Regions from separate parts of the Mus musculus genome. Here region 1 is linked to region 2. Evidence: chromatin contacts called from public HiChIP or PLAC-seq data. All regions are on one chromosome and are shown on one strand. The core of a region is the stretch at or near the end of the contact, and the rest is flanking DNA. Distances in the headings are between cores, read along the strand shown.

The links. HiChIP or PLAC-seq counts read pairs in DNA pulled down with a chosen protein or histone mark.
Region 1: a contact with region 2 is called in an H3K27ac HiChIP or PLAC-seq map of hepatocytes, with 2.6 times the contacts expected there. The contact joins two enhancer-like sites. A contact is called at or near these places in 1 of 39 promoter capture datasets (liver), 4 of 484 Hi-C or Micro-C datasets (B cells, embryonic stem cells and liver) and 1 of 115 datasets of contacts at active chromatin or transcription factors (hepatocytes).

Annotation. Positions count from the first base shown.
Region 1 is chr12:81,181,020-81,183,719 of GRCm38.p6, forward strand. All of the region lies in intron 11 of Smoc1 (SPARC related modular calcium binding 1), which reads left to right. Among named protein-coding and RNA genes, the nearest start is that of Mir3067, 16 kb to the left of the region's middle. Within about 2 kb of position 1,267, at least 10 of the 459 cell types and tissues checked have an H3K27ac peak or open chromatin away from gene starts, as enhancers often do. A contact at or near this core is called in hepatocytes, where this site is marked.
Region 2 is chr12:80,905,035-80,907,734 of GRCm38.p6, forward strand. No RefSeq gene overlaps it. Among named protein-coding and RNA genes, the nearest start is that of Gm23298, 5.1 kb to the right of the region's middle. Within about 2 kb of position 1,252, at least 4 of the 459 cell types and tissues checked have an H3K27ac peak or open chromatin away from gene starts, as enhancers often do. A contact at or near this core is called in hepatocytes, where this site is marked.

The DNA of each region.
Region 1 (2,700 bases), core at 17-2,516, 280 kb after region 2:
CATGGGTACCTGTCTGACAGCATCTCTATCTCTGTGTGTACACACGTGTGTTTATCTATGCCCGTTTTTAAAAATTATTTTTGTGTGTGTATGAGTGCTTCTCTCCATTTACGTTATGTGCACCAAGTATGTGCCTGGTGCCTGCAGAGGCCAGAAGAGGGCCTGTTGGAACTGGAATTACAGATAGTTGTGAGCCACCATGTGGATGCTGGGAACTGAACCTGGGTTCTCTGCAATGGCAGCAAGTGATCTTAAGTGCTGGGCCATCTCCTCAGCCCTTTATGCCCGACTTAAAATGTATCTATGTATGCATGACTATACATGCATGCACATGCTCTGTGTGTGTGTGTGTGTGTTGGAATGTGGTGAAGTAAAACGTAGGAGGAAGAGAGGTTATGAGTTAGAGTTGAGGTTGCCTGTGTAGATGGCAAGTCCATAGAGAGTACGATGGGACTCTTCTTTCCATCCCTCTGTCCAGACAACACACTGATCCTAGAGCCCAAAGCCTTCTGTTGTTCTATGTTTTAGAGTCTGGTTTAAGCAGAGGAGCAGTGCTTTGCACGCATGGGGCAGCAGTGCTGCCATTGCTTGCCTTATCAGTAGGACTTCATAGTTTAGCTTCCTTGCCCTCCGTGAGGATGACCCTAGAGTGAAGAACAATGTCTCTTGTGAGCAGGCCAGACTTATTGCCTGGGGAAGCCAAGAGAGTGGCCAGAGAGAAATACTGGGCAATGGGGCACAGATGTAACTTTGGGACTCTGTGAGGAGAGAGATAGAACCTGTGGGGAGCTGTGTGGCCAGTGCCCTGACAAGGATGTCTGTTTCTAGGCATATGGTGCTAGCAGGAGAATGGAGGACTATGAAGAAACCTAGGGGAGGGGTGAGGACAACTGTCTAGACAGAAATAGGGATGCAGGTATGACCAGAGACCCTGAAGTCAGATAGACCTGACTGTTAAGCTCTGTCAGTTCTAACCCTGTAATTTGACAAGGTTCCTCACCTCTCTGGATTTCAATGTCCTCCTCAGCCGAATGGAGGTAGTAGTATCTACCTTGGAGATTTGGAGTGAGAAGTTAACAGTTTAGAGTAGGTGATGGGCGGGACAGAGTCCAGATGCACAGCGATCACACAAAAGCTATCAGTAGCAGAGGAATATACCCATGGGATAGAGGTGCTGCTTGCTGGCAGCCTCAAGGTCTCACTTTGCTCCAAATGGCAGAAAGCAAGATGGTATATGAGAGCTCAGGCACAGGTCATCTGGTATTATGTGGTGCCCTCTGGTGGCCTGAGAGGGACTTGCATGCCAGATGGGGGCCCAAAGTGAGTGGGAAGATGTGGGACTTGGGCTGTGTAGTTTTGGGTTTGAGGGGCCCGACTTCTGGAGATGCCACAGGAGCACCCCTTCTTTTGTCTTCCATGACTCTCACTGGAGAGCTGAATCCTTTGACCAGCATGGCAAGCCAGACATTTGGAGGCCCGGGCCTCGGTAATTGTTCTTTTCCAAGTCATAAAGCAAGTTTGTCAGGGTTGCTGTCTCTACCCTGTACAGCAAGCAGCAGAGGACCAGAGAGAGGCTCAGTGTCTCAGAAGCGCCAGCTTTTCCTTGGGCTCAGTCTTCTCCTCTCCCTCTGAGGATCAGGAGCTCGGGGTCCAGCGGATGACAGCAGCAATGAGTTTACTTCCTCCCATGAATGCTGTGCCATCCTGGGTTTTTAGCCACATTAAATGGGGATAATATCACTCCTGTTATATAGGTTTGCTGAGGTACAGGGTTGCGCTCCTGTCTCTTCATTTTGTTTTCTGGCTCTTAGCTGATGAAGCAGAGCCAGGGCCACCATAGGCCTTCTTCTTCCATGTACGGATCTCCATGTTTACTCCTGAGGGCAGCACCTGCGGAGTGGAGCAGAGTAAATGTAGACTCTGAGGTTGGGCAGCCTGGCTCTGCCCTTGCTCACCTGCCTGCCTTAGGTCTGCTCCTCTTATCTTCCTGGATTTGTGATCTCACCTGCAAACTTAGATATACCAACATCTACCCTTAGTTTGTCTTTCTTGGTCATAAGGAATATTGGGAGAGGCTGAGCTGTGTCATCATAGGATCCATAGGTAATCCTGGACTTAGCAGGAGACAATCTCCAACCCCCCGCCCCCTGGGAGGCAGAGATGTAGCATAGATGTTGTCTTAATACCATCTTCTGGTTCGGTCCAACGATGTTCAGAGGCACAGGGAACTGGCCCGGCTCCTAGTATGTTCTCCCTTCAGGATCAGGTCCTGAGGGAGCATCAGGACCTGTGCACAGGGGAGGGTGTTATCAAACCAGGTCTTGGACCTTGTGTAAGTCACTCTGAGCCTTTGCCTCCAGATTTGGCAAGCGAAGGAACTAAGGTTCCTTCCACCTCTGACATTACAGGACTCGGAGACCCAGAACCAAGAAGGTTATAAATAGCCATTAAAACCCTTCTTAGCTAACAGCTGAGGGGATTCAAAGAGGCGTCCTGCGTGGGTTCCAATACCACAGTGGGAAAGGAAAGTGAAGAAAATTTGTTTATTCTCTCTTCGATTGGTGCCTGCCTCATCTATTCAATTTGAGTTCAAGCTCAGCCTGGACTATAGAGAGAAATGCTATCTCAAAAAAAAAAAAAAAAAAAAGTGCCAATGACACCAGGAGCTGCAGCAGCAGCAATAAGCCAGTGAGACACTCC
Region 2 (2,700 bases), core at 2-2,501:
ATTTAAATTAATTACATTGGCAAAGGAACTCTCAAAACCTAGTTTAGACTCTGTCCTGTGGTTCACTCTTACAAGGATTGTTTTGATCAAACAAAGCAAGCTTAGGAAGGAAAAATACAAAATGTACAGTTCAAGTAACAAAGTGGCACCAGGAAGTAGAATGGAGCTGATCCTGTGTTCAAGGAGATAAACAGATTAAGGATGTGGTAGCCTCAGGGCAAGGTCCCAGCTGGCTAAGCTTATTGTTTATGTGTTGGCAGTTGAACAAGGGATAGTTATATGTAGGCATTATTATGACCTGGTTGCTATTTTCAGTTGAACATAAGGAGATATGATTGTGTATCAAATTGAGAAGGGATAAATTGTGATGGCTATTCTAGATTGTTAACTTGACTATATATGGAATAAACTAAAATCCAGAAATGTAGGGCACACCTGTGATCCATATCTTGAGGCTGGAATACATAGGCTTTTTGAGCATAGTGGTTACAACAAGCTTAAGTTCAGGCGTGGTGGTACATGCCTTTAGTCCTAGTACTCAGGAGACAGAGGCATGCAGATGTCTGAGTTTAAGATCAGGGCAAGTTCCAGGACAGCCAAGCCTAGGCAGTGAAAGGTGTAGTAGAATGAGGGGCCCATGTTCCAGCTCCTGAAAGCAGCAGAACTTGGCAGCTTCAGCCATATAGCTCTGGCTTTAGAGTCAAGAGTAGAAGGGACTACTGGGACAATTGATGCTGGTTATCTGGAGCTAAGAGAAACTAGTGGTGATTAAGAAGAGACCAGCATCACTGAGGTGAAATCTTCTGGAAAGTGTTTTCTGAGAGCACAAAGAAACTGTTTCAGAGATAACCAAGGTTGTACCTTGTGCTGCAGCTGGATTTGGTAATGTGTAAGAGTCACCCAGGAGGTACTGGTTTGGAAGGCATGAAGGGGTCACAGAGTACAGTTGAGACTTAGCACTGAAAGAGGCCAGGAAAGGCTTAACGTGGAAATTTCTGGTTTCTTTGGAGACTCAATTGTGTCATGTGATGTTTTTCTGTAAAGTGTCTTATGAGAGGATATTTTGCTGAAGCAGACATGTTGAGGATGTGTTGCTGAGAACAGACACATGGTGCTTTTCTGGAAGCAGTCTAGGAAAGGGTATATAATGTTTTGCAAGAGCAGATGCTTGAGATAACATGTGGTGTCTGCAAAGGGTATAAATATAACCCAATAGACAGTGTAATATTGATTCGCCTTGCCACTCTTTGCTGGTCATTGTTTGTTGTGACTTTGTTGCAAGAAACACACCAAAGAACTTCCTGTGCTGTTCCAGCGGCTTCTTGCTGCTTCCGTGGACTCGGGCCAATTGGACTTGTGGTTTCTTCTGGATCAAACTGCCATTGCTGATTTGTGAATGTTGTTTGTGAGTGGATTGAGCTACTGCTGCTGATTCATGTGAACTGAACTACTGATATCCTGAAACGCAGACTGGATTCACTTCAAAGAAGTATTTCTAAACAGGTCCACATTCTCCTTTGCCCTATTAACCTTTCCTTTCCACTCCCTCTGGTGGGTGGTGGGCTAGAAGGGAAGTTAAAGCATTTAAAGTAGGTTTTTTTTTTAATAAGCCTACAAAGGCTATAGGTAAAGGAGCAGCCTCAGTTGCAGTTGATGGCCCAAGACTGAAGGAGTTATGCAAAGAAGTTGAGAGTTGGCACCATGAAGAGAGCCTATGAGAGGGTATTGGTGAAGCCTAGTCACAGTGGAAGACCTCAGAGTATTGAAGATGCCAATGCCATGGGATGATCACCAAGAACATCAGCAGCAGTGGAGTGGAGTTAACCAGAGCCCTTTGGAGTAGCTCAGAAGATCATGTATGGATCTCAGACACTAGAACAAGAAGCTGTGAAGTTGAAGCTGCCTTGGAGACCCCAAGACATTAGAGATGCCAGAGCCATGGAATGCCTACCAAGGAAAAGTACTAATATAGAGTAGAGAAAGAGAAATATTTATGTTGCAGTCAACAAAGCGGAGAGGAGTTGGACATCAGACATGGACATGCAGTTTGAAGTGTGCCCAGTTGGGTTTTTGGTCTTCCTTTTGTCTAGTATTTCCTCTCAATAATGTTTTGAAATGGTAATGTATATCCTGTGATGTTGGAAGTACATGATTGCTTTTTAATTTTTATTTTATAGGGGATTTCAGTTAAGCGACTGTGTGAAAAGACTTTGAACTTGTAGACATTGTTGAAACTGTGATAAACTATGTACATTTGAAGTTGGACTAAACACATTTTACATTATGCTATGGCTAGGTGTGGTCCCTGTCTTAGTTAGGGTTTTATTTCTGTGAAGAGACACCATGACCTAGGCAACTCTTATAAGGAAAACATTTAATTGGGGTTGGCTTGCAGTTTTAGGGGTTCGGTTCGTTATCATCATGGCAGGACTCATGGCAGCTTCCAGGCAGGCATGGTGCTGGAGGAGGAGCTGAAAGTTCCACATCTTGATTTGAAGGTGTCTAGGAAGAGGGCCTTTTCCCCACTGTGTGGAGCTCGAACATAGGACCTCAAAGGCTACCCCCATAGTGACACATTTCCTCCAACAAGGCCACACCTACTCTAACAAGTTCCCCACTCCTTGTGGGCCAAGCATTCAAACACATGAGTCTATGGGGGCCAAACCTATTCAAACACCGTAGTCCCCATAGACTCATGTG